2 separate regions of the Sus scrofa genome follow, and region 1 is linked to region 2. A link is a contact called in public promoter capture Hi-C data. All regions are on one chromosome and are shown on one strand. Each heading gives the region's core, a stretch centred on a gene start, on an enhancer-like site or on the middle of the called end of the contact. The rest is flanking DNA. Distances are from core to core; before and after follow the strand shown.

Evidence for each region. Promoter capture Hi-C pulls out the DNA fragments that hold promoters and counts their contacts.
Region 1: a contact with region 2 is called in a promoter capture Hi-C map of fetal liver, with 4 times the contacts expected there. The contact joins the promoter of DEPTOR here to the promoter of MTBP in region 2. A contact is called at or near these places in 2 of 5 promoter capture datasets (fetal liver and liver) and 1 of 2 datasets of contacts at active chromatin or transcription factors (alveolar macrophages).

The regions. Positions count from the first base shown.
Region 1 is chr4:19,176,630-19,181,514 of Sscrofa11.1, reverse strand. It overlaps DEPTOR (DEP domain-containing mTOR-interacting protein), which reads left to right and starts at 1,384. Exons shown (of 12, transcript XM_021090558.1): 1 at 1,384-1,540; 2 at 1,931-1,980. It overlaps DSCC1 (sister chromatid cohesion protein DCC1), which reads right to left. Exons shown (of 9, transcript XM_021090559.1): 9 at 1,513-3,056. The coding sequence ends at 2,948. It overlaps TAF2 (transcription initiation factor TFIID subunit 2), which reads right to left and starts at 1,300. Exons shown (of 26, transcript XM_021090551.1): 1 at 914-1,300; 2 at 449-503. The coding sequence starts at 996.
Region 2 is chr4:18,605,230-18,610,279 of Sscrofa11.1, reverse strand. It overlaps MTBP (mdm2-binding protein), which reads left to right and starts at 1,578. Exons shown (of 22, transcript XM_021088982.1): 1 at 1,578-1,831; 2 at 2,657-2,737. The coding sequence starts at 1,714. MRPL13 (mitochondrial ribosomal protein L13) reads right to left here and starts at 1,361. Exons shown (of 7, transcript NM_001243415.1): 1 at 1,305-1,361. The coding sequence starts at 1,331.

The sequences.
Region 1 (4,885 bases), core at 135-2,634, 570 kb before region 2:
TTACTAGATTTCAAAAACATTACTTAAAACTTTACTACAAACCAATGCCACCTAAACAAAGTCAGCCAAGAACCAAGAAATAAAAGGGGCCCTTAAAAGCCAAGTTAATGAGTCACTGTGTGTCTTTACCTTAATTAATTTTCTCGTAGAAAACTCACTGTGGACTTATTCTTGTTTCATACACAATTTTAAAATGTTTGGTGATACAGACTTATATTGAACAACGGATTAAAACAAGTAAAACTGTAATTAGGAAATAGGGAGGAGGAAAAAAAAAAAAGAATTGAGGAGGCAGCCAGAACACTAACAAAGCCATGGCCCTTGGAGGCACACAGATCCTAATTCTAATTCTTATTCTCAAAATACAGTTACCTGGAAAGGAAAGTTCCTTAAGTATACTGTAAAGGATGGACTTGTTTTTGCTTACAATTGTTAAGAATACACTTACCACAACAGATTTTCTCTGGAAGTTTATGTTGTTGATGCAGACGACCTGATGGGTTGTATATTGAAAAACAAAGAAAATATTTCGATTATTAAATAGTGCACAATTCTATCCAATTATAAACAAGAACTATGTTCTAAGCAGCTCTAAAGCACACTTAACTTACATGTTAAAATCCCAGAAATTGGGTTAACTTGCTCTTTTTAAATTTGCCAACAGACCCGAAAACAAATTTCGTTAGACAAAAATGCAGCTTAGCACTTTAAGAAAAAGGTTTATTAACCTGAAAAGGGCAATAAATCTGCTGAATCACACTATCAAAACATTTTCGCCCTACAAACACCATTTCCATCACCGTGAGTGGCTTCTTGCTTCCCGCAAGGTTTCCCAGGCCCACTAGGTCAGTTTCAAGCAATCACAAAATATAATGAAAACCAAAAGAAGAAAAGGGAATGAAAAAATACTTATAGCTTATATGGCCTTGGGCTTTCAAAGCCCTTGTCTCCTTTCTTCCTGTTCATTCTGGCGGGCTCCAAACCAGTCGGCGGCATGAAGGGATCCTGCGGAGCTCGGCTTCCCGGCTTCCCAGGGTGCGGTGGAACATTACCGGTCTGCGGGACCTGACACTCGCCGCTTCCCCACGCTCCCAAAAGCCATGCCCTACTGCCGGGGCTCCCTAGGCACCCACGCCCGGCCCTGCCCGATCCTCTGCCGCCGACGCCTCCAACTTGCTCCAGCGATCAGGGGTCCTTCAGGAGTCTCTGCTAAGCTTCTGCCGCGGAGACGCTCCTCACAGAAACCACCCACGGTGCGGATCAGCCGACATCTTGTCACCTCTGAACTTCGACGTCAGCGGAAGTGGGACGGAGGTGAGGACCGGGCCGGAAGTTTTGTTAGTGGGCGGGGCTTACGCCGGAGTACAAGCGTGTTTGTGTTTCCATTTCCGTGAGTTAACTGTGGGTGAAAACTGTTGAAAAAAGCGAGTCAGAGATTTGGTGGGGGCGGGGGGAAGAAGAGCAGGAAGGAAAGGAGGAAACACTGAATTTTATAAGACAAAAGACGTAGCATAAGCGTACTGTAAAGTATGGGGACAAGGTTTGTGAAGAGTCGGGCTGGGAGCTAATAACCGGGGCAGGGTTGGGGTGGGAGGGGGATAGGAAACCAGGAGGAGAGATGTGCCTGTGGTTTGCTGTGTGAACAGACACTGTTAACTCCTGGGCCTCCGTAATTTAAGCTGTAAAATACTTGATTAGACCAAGTAGTCTTAACTCAAATTCCAGAGTGTTTACTAGGCACTGCTGCCTCAGCATTTATTAAAAAAACAAGTGGATTATATAGATGCAGAAGAATTTTTTGAACGGACAAATATTTTGAAGCCATCGTATTTGCATTTCATGTTTGTACAGCTGTTAAGTTCCAATAACAGTTAAATTTTAGCTAGTTGTGGATAACTCCTCAACATTTTTTTTTAAACTTGTGGAACAGATTAAACCCTGGTCTACCCCTTCCAGCTGTCCTGGGAACAAGTTCATTAGGTAAATTAAAATTAATTTGAATTTTGGTCTAAATGAAAACATACTAGGAAAATAAAGATGTAAAGGAACTTTATCAGGCATTCCAGAACCAGCTAAGAATTACTTGTAGTTTTTTAGTGAGTATTACCTGTGTGAGTATCCTTTATTATAAGATTATAAACTACAGTTAGTATTTTTTACATAGATTAGTATTAAAATGTGTCTTCTTATAAGGCAACTATACTCAAATAATTTTTTTTAACTGGGTCTTCTTGAATTATAAACTTTAATACCATTTTGCATGGAAGATGAAGAATATTTAGAGAGATAGATGCTTTTTCTCCAACTGGATTAAAGAGATGTCATTGGGTTAAGGAAAGAATGAGAGAAAAAGAAGCAGAAAGGTAGTATACAAACTTTCCTCCCAAAGAGCACATCTACATCAGCCAGGTGAACAGGAGCAATTGTCAAGCCAATTTCATCAATACAAACAACTAATTTAGATAACTGATAGCATCATGTGACTTCCTGTTTTGGTGGAAGGTTAAAAGTAGAGGGGAACTCTCTTGAGAAATGATATTTAAGTGAATAATTCTCTTCTAGGAAACTGTTACTACTCAGTTCTTTGAAAACTTTTAAATTTATTATTAATTAGAATGCCAAATCTTAGAGAAATGCAATTTTAAATATAAAAAAGCAAAATTATCATTCTAATAAATAAACCCATACAGACTGAGATATACTAAATATAGGAAATAATTTTCTTTTATCCTGGTTTACACTGTATACAAAATATAAACAATTGGAAAGATACAAAATATCCTATTACATTTAAGAAAAAAGGAGAGCAATAGTTTCAAAATGCTTAAGATGAGAAGAAAAATGCCTCGAGCACTACATTTTTTAAAGTCTGGAATATAAATACATAAAAAACATATCTTTTTCATATAACCAGCAACTTTAGTCCCAAAGAAAAGCCTTGTTCTTTTTAAGAAATGGGTCTTCTTGAGTTATAAACTTTAACACCATTTTGCATTGAAGATCGAGAATATTTAGTGAGTAATGAACCAATGGTTTGCTTCTCTCCACACAAATCTCTGTGGGGAACAATAAAAAAAAAAATATGAACATCATAAATATTCTAGGGAACAGAACACAACATTCACAATACTAGTTATTTATCTCTGTCTCACCTACATCCATCTTTCCAACAAACATAAGTGTGTTTGTGGGAAAAACACACTAGGGAGAGATAACTAAGCCATAAATTAAACTAGATACATGTATGTACTATCTTCAGCCTTCATGGTAAGAGTATGAATGATATAATTATTTAACTCTGTGTTAGATATGAAGAAACTGAGGCTAAGATGATAAAGGATGGAGCCAAGATTTGTAGCCAGCTCTCTATGACTTCAAAGTCTGCATTTTTCCCATCATATCACACAGCCTCCAAATTAGAAATACAAACAATGACACAGTGAGGCCTAAACTCAGAGAACATAGATACCAGGCGACCTGTGTGAGCTCATCTAGGGAACCTACCCTACCTGAACTTTAGCCTCCTCTTCTGTACCTCAAAGAGAAGATTAACTGGAATACCATGAGCGAAGGGAAGATATGGGAGGAGAGACCTAGAGAAGGAGGCAAGGGCAAGATCAAATAAGGCCTTGAAGAGCATGAGAGGGAACTGTAATTTAATTTAAAGTATAATGGGAAGCCAGTGGGAGGATTTTATTTCACAGAAAAGCATAATGTGATCCAAGTTTTGAGTAATGAAAGCAATGAGTTGATGATTATGGAAGGTAGGTAGTGAGTACATGGAGGATTCCTTATATTGTCACTTTTGAAGGCTTAAAATTCTCCAAAAGCTTAAAAGGGGGAAGAGAAGGGAGCGAAAAAAGAAGCAGGGAGATCAATTCAGAGGCAGGTAGAGTTGATCTATCAGGATCTGTTCATGTTTGAACCCAGGGGTAAGGAAAAAAAAAAAAGACAAGGATTTCTAGACCTTTTGATTGAGTAACTGTATTATTAATGGCAGTGCTGTTAACTGAGATGAGGAAGATGGGGTTAAGACAAGGAGGAATCAGCAGTTCCATTGTGAGCATGTTAGGTTTGAAATTCCTATTAGATATCCAAGTAGAAATGTTTTTTGGCTTTTTAGGTCTGCACTCATGGCTTATGGAGGTTCCCAGGCTAGGGGTCTAATTGGAGCAACAGCTGCTGGCCTACACCACAGCCACAGCAATGCAGGATCCAAGCCATGTCTGCCACCTACACGACAGCTCACGGCAACGCTGGATCCTTAACCCACTGAGTGAGGCCAAGTATCAAACCCGAGTCCTCATGGATTCGAGTCAGGTTCCTTAACCACTGAGCCACAAATGGAACTTCCTCCAAGTAGAAATGTTAAGTAGCTAGATGGAAGAATCTCGAGCTCAGGGAAAAGGTGAAGTATGAAGATAAAGTGAAAAGACATTACGGGAGTTCCCGTCGTGGCACAGTGGTTAACTAGAAACCATGAGGTTGCAGGTTGGGTCCCTGGCCTTGCTCAGTGGGTTAACGATCCGGCGTTGCCATGAGCTGTGGTGTAGGTCACAGATGCGGCTTGGATCCCACGTTGCTGTGGCTCTGGCGTAGGCTGGTGGCTACAGCTCCGATTAGACCCCTAGCCTGAGAACCTCCATATGCTGTGGGAGCGGCCCTAGAAAAGACAAAAAGACAAAAAAAAAAAAAAAAAAAAAAAAAGAAAAGACATTAAAATGAAATTCAGGCCTATGTGAGGGCACCAAAAGAAAATATATAAAATGGAGAGAGTAGCCAAAGACAGAATGCTAGAGCGCTCCAACATTTAATTGGGAAGAACAGGGAGACATTAGCAAGAGATGGAAAAGGCAGTGCTGGCTTGAGGGAGAAGGAAGAAAAC
Region 2 (5,050 bases), core at 329-2,828:
CCAACTTTACTTATTTATTTAAAAGGTGTTTTTTTCTTTTTGTGCTCACACCTGTGGCATATGGAAGTTCCCGGGCTAAAGATCTAATCTGAGCTGCAGCTGCCCACCTACGCAATAGCCACGGGATCCTTAATCCACTGGGTGAGGCCAGTGATCTAATCTACATCTTCACAGAGAAGTTAGGTTCTTAGCCCTCTGAGCCACAACTGGAACTCCCAGACCCACAACTTTAAATGCCACTTCTATGCTTATGATTCCTTAATTCACATCTCCATCCTGAACCTCTTTCCTGAACTCTACGCTTGTACTCAACTGCCCATTTGACATAGGCACTACAGTGTTTCCTAAACCATGTGTAACAAAAGATTAGTTCTTTTCCAATCCATTGCAGACCAAATACTGTGATAGAAAAAAACTTTGATAAACAATTAAGATCCTGCCACAATGTCAAATTGCTAGGTTTTTGGTTTTTTTAATGTTTCGTTTTACTTCCTGTATTTACCTCATCAGAGACAAGTAACAGTCCAAGGAAGGAATCACAGCTGGAGCAAGATTAGGCTAAGTGGCTTCTTAGATCAACGTACCCAAAACTGAACTCCTGCTCTTCCTTCTGAACCCTGCTTCAATTTCAGCCTTCCTTATCTCCGCTGATGGAACATCCTTCTGCTTGTTGAAATAAAAAACCTTGGAATAATCCTTGTCTCTTCTTTTACTGTCGGCCCACATTCAATCCTTCAGTAAATCCTACTGGCTCCACCTTGAAAAAGAACGTGACCACTTTTTGGCACTGTTACTAAGCCTGGCTTGTGCCACTAACGTGTGGAGCCTAGATTGTTGCAATAACCTTCAAATAGATTCTTAGCTTGTATCCTCCACCAACCCCCATCTCTAAACAGTCTATTCAGCAGTCAGAGTGCTCCTTTTAACACCCAAGTGAGATTAGTTACTCTTTGGTTCAAAACCTTCCAGTCGGTCCTTACTTTGCTTTGCTCGGTAAATAAAACTCTTACAATAGTCTACCACGCCCAATGTGATTCATCTCATTACCTCTCTGACTTCCTTCCTAATAAGTCTTCCCGAGACAGAGGTGGGCGGGAAGGTGAAGGTGGGAATAAGGGTAGACTGAAAACGGGAGGGTAGGAGTTCCAAGAAAACTACAGCAAGTGGTGGCCAGAATCACAACCCTGGTTCGTGTTTCACCGAGACATCTTCTAGTCCAAGGACCCAGCTTCCTATCCGACTCAGCTTCACTAAATCCGACCTCCTTCTGCCAGCGTAATGAAGCTACAAGACCTTGAACTCACCTGGGGCGCCTTGGAGAAACTCGACATGTTTCCCCAGCAGCAAGACCTTCCCTTTCTCAAGATCCAAGATGTGTCCCGCCGCATCACGGGCTCGGCAGGAAACGCATAGAGCTGAGCATGTCAGTTCCTAGGCCAGCCAACACTCATCTACTTCTCCGCTTTTCTTGCATCGCTTCCAATCTTCCTACAGTAGCAATTCCGCTATGAAGGGAGGAAATGATGCACTTCTTTACAGAATAATCCCCAAAAATAGTTTGCTTGCTGGAAGCTTGCTGGAAAAGCTGCGGAAAATCGGTGGAGAACGCAGTTTCCAGCCGACCTAAGTAGAAGGGAACCGGAAGTGCATCTTTTGCGCGGGACTGTTTGGATTTGGGAGCGGAGACGTGAAACAGGGGCTCAGCTCTGAGAGATGGATCGGTACCTACTTCTTGTGATCTGGGGGGAAGAAAAAGTCCAGTCCGCCGCGGGAGCGGAGGCGGAGCACGAGCCAGGGGTTTCGTCTGTTGTGTGTACCGAGAAGCAGCCGGGTAAGCTCAGGGCTGAGAAAGAGCGGGAACGGTTTTCAGGGAGGAGAAAAAAAAATTGTGATCAAGTTTTGCTGGGGAGGGACATGTATCGAGTTGTCCTAAGAAGGTGTCACTCTATCTGGGATCGACCTGGTAAAGGCTAAAAAAAAAAAAAAAAAAAAAAAAAAAAAACTATCTTCGTGGAAAAATAGGGGCAGATTTGTGGATGCAAGATTCCAGCGCTCCAAAGTTCCCGACACATTAAAAATCTGAGTAAATTCTCTGTGCCGTGGAAATGGAATTTCTGACCTTTGGACAGATATGCATTCAATAAGCAGTTCTGCCTCCTGTGTTCCAAATGCAGGTAATACCTAAGAACGAGATGGAAAAGATCTTACTTTGCTAGAATTTACATCTTAATGGGAAGAGACATTCCGCATAAACTAAGTTAAAAAGCAAATGATAAATTTAAAACAATTCTGATCGCTTGAGATTGCACTGGTTTTTGGTGTTCTTGTCTAGGATCTGCATTTTATTTAGTTTGTTTTGATAGAGTGTCATTTTGAGGAGGAAGTGTATGTGTGGTTGTGTACAGAGTATTGTAACAGGATTTCTCTTTTCCATGTAAAATTATTCTTTGGGGGGAATTTTGGATTTGTGTTAACTGGCAAGCATGTGCAAACCGGGAACTTTACTTGTTTTAACCTTGCTAGCTTTAGATTTAGCATACCAAAATTTGAACAGTGTATAGTTCTTTTATGTACAACATATTGTGCTTAAGAGCCTCTTAGAAAAGGTCTAGATTACATAACTCTTGACTCTGTTAGTTTGCTATTTCTTTTTCAGACTTAAGGGCAGCAAATGTTTATCACCTCCTGAAAAGAAGCATTAGTGCTTCGATTAATCCAGAAGATAGTACTTTCCCTGGTAAGTGTAACATAAATCCCTCTTTTATGGCACAGCATTTGTATTGGAAATACATTTAATTAACTTGGTCACATGGAAATCCAAGGAACACTTGTTGACTGTACACATCACTGATAATAGGGAGGTAGGGAAAGAAATACAAAATGGAAAAGACAGTATCCCTTTCCTCCTGATGCTTGGATGTCAGAAAGTAGTCTTGAAAATTATTTTAGTTTCTCGGTTTGAGTTTTGTTCCCTTTATGAGATTGTCTTGCCCATCGTGAGCTTTTTATTAGATAATGTGGCCTTATAAGGAGGATTTACGATATCCTGAGTACAAATATGATAGTAATGCTCTTACACCCATTTCCTTAACTTTTTTCCCCACCCTTACCTCTTATTGATTTTCTTAAAAGCACTTCTTTTTTTTTTTTTTTTTTTTGTCTTTTTTTAGGGCCATACCCTCGGCATATGGAGGTTCCCAGGCTAGGGGTCAAGTTGGCTGTAGCTGCTGGCCTACACCACAGCCACAGCAACTCAGGATCTGAGCCGAGTCTGTGGCAACGTCAGATCCTTAACCCACTGAGCAAGGCCACAGATTGAACTTGTGTCCTCATGAATGCTAGTCAGATTTGTTTCTGCTGAGCCACGATGGGAACTCCACTTTGTAATGGTTAAACACAGTAATCTTTTCTCCATTCTTACCTGCTTTAACTTTTTAAGTGTTTGAAATTTTTTTTGGCAGAGGGGCTGCACCCCTGGCATGCAGAAGTTTCCCTGGCTACAGCAATGACAATGCCAGATCCTTAACCCACAGAGCCACCGGGGAACTCAAGTATTCAACATTTTGGACCACCCTTTACTTTATAAAAATCTTTCTCCTTTGGTTTCTGTTGGTGTTATACAAATCCATTTACTTAATCCTTTGATGGTTGTCCTCTCTTTTACTTCCTTTTCTTGGAAGTGTCTTTCAAAGGCTTAGAAAAAGGAGATACCAAAACAGGTCTAAAAGCCAAAGGAAGTTTCTGGAGATGCCAGGGAAAGCATACTTGTTTTGATAATTTTATAGTTCTCATGACTATACAGTCTGCTTCTTTCTCTTTTCTCTCATCAGAGAACCTCTTGTCTCTTGGGTTTCAACTGTCACTTTTGGAAAATTATTTCTAATATGTATGTGCTCACCTAGCCTATTTGCCAAGTCCTAGAAGTCCTCTCATTAATTTTTCAAGTTGGTGTAATTTAAGTCCATACTACAATTAGTGCAAGAAAGATTTCCTTTCATTTGTGCCTTGAATGTATATGTAAAAGAGCTACTGGGAGCCCTCCAGGAGTTCTCACAGTAACTTTTCACTTTGTGTTTCTGATGCAGTCAGTCCTTGTTTGTATGGAAGTGTGGAAATATGTAGGTGACTCTGCAAGCTGAAGCCATACAAAGCAATCCTAATATAGTAATCAATGGGGGAATTTACAGTTGTCCCATGACCTTTAACATTTTTTGTCAAAACATTAAAAACTCATTTACTGTTGGTTATTAACATATAGGAAATGAAAAAATAGTAAAAAAAAATTAGTGTTTATTACCTACACTGTAATTTAAAACATTAGAAACATTGAGTTCAGGTGTTTCATTTCTTTGTAAAAACCTTGTCAAAGTAGTTTGAACAGTACTTGCCACCTCTCAACGTTATATAAGTTAAGAAAAATTCCTGTTGTAGCTCGTCGGTAATGAATCCGAGTATCCATGAGGATGTGGGTTCAACCCCTGGCTTCACTCAGTGGGTTTAGGATCCAGCATTGCCATGGGCTGTGGTGTAGGTCACAGACACGTCTTGGATCAGGTATTGCTGTGGCTGTGGCATAGGCCAGCAGCTGCAGCTCCGACTTGACCCCTAGCCTGGGAACCTCCATATGCAGTGGGTTCGGCCCTGAAAAGACCAAAAAAAAAAAAAAAAAAAAGATACAGAGTGAGCATTTCCTCTGTGTTTTGGTGAATTGTCATACTCGTGTGTTTGTATTAGCTTTCGGCGTTTTATCCTTTGCACTTTTAATGTGAAATATGTCTGAGTTCCTTTAATGTGAAGGTTTTTGCCAGCATCTTTTTCTCTAGGACAGCTTTATTTTGTGTGTCACAATATTTTTTATCACAGCAACTATTTCTAGAATCCATTTATGTTAGGTTTGAATATCACTTTCAGCATTACCACTTTTTTTTCTTTGCTTTCAGCTTTACTTTTTCTTTTGCCAGATCCTTTTTCCTATTATCCATTTCTGTAAAATATCACATGGACTTATCAGTGGGAGAGAAAGAGGCAACAAAATTACATTTTTTGCTCT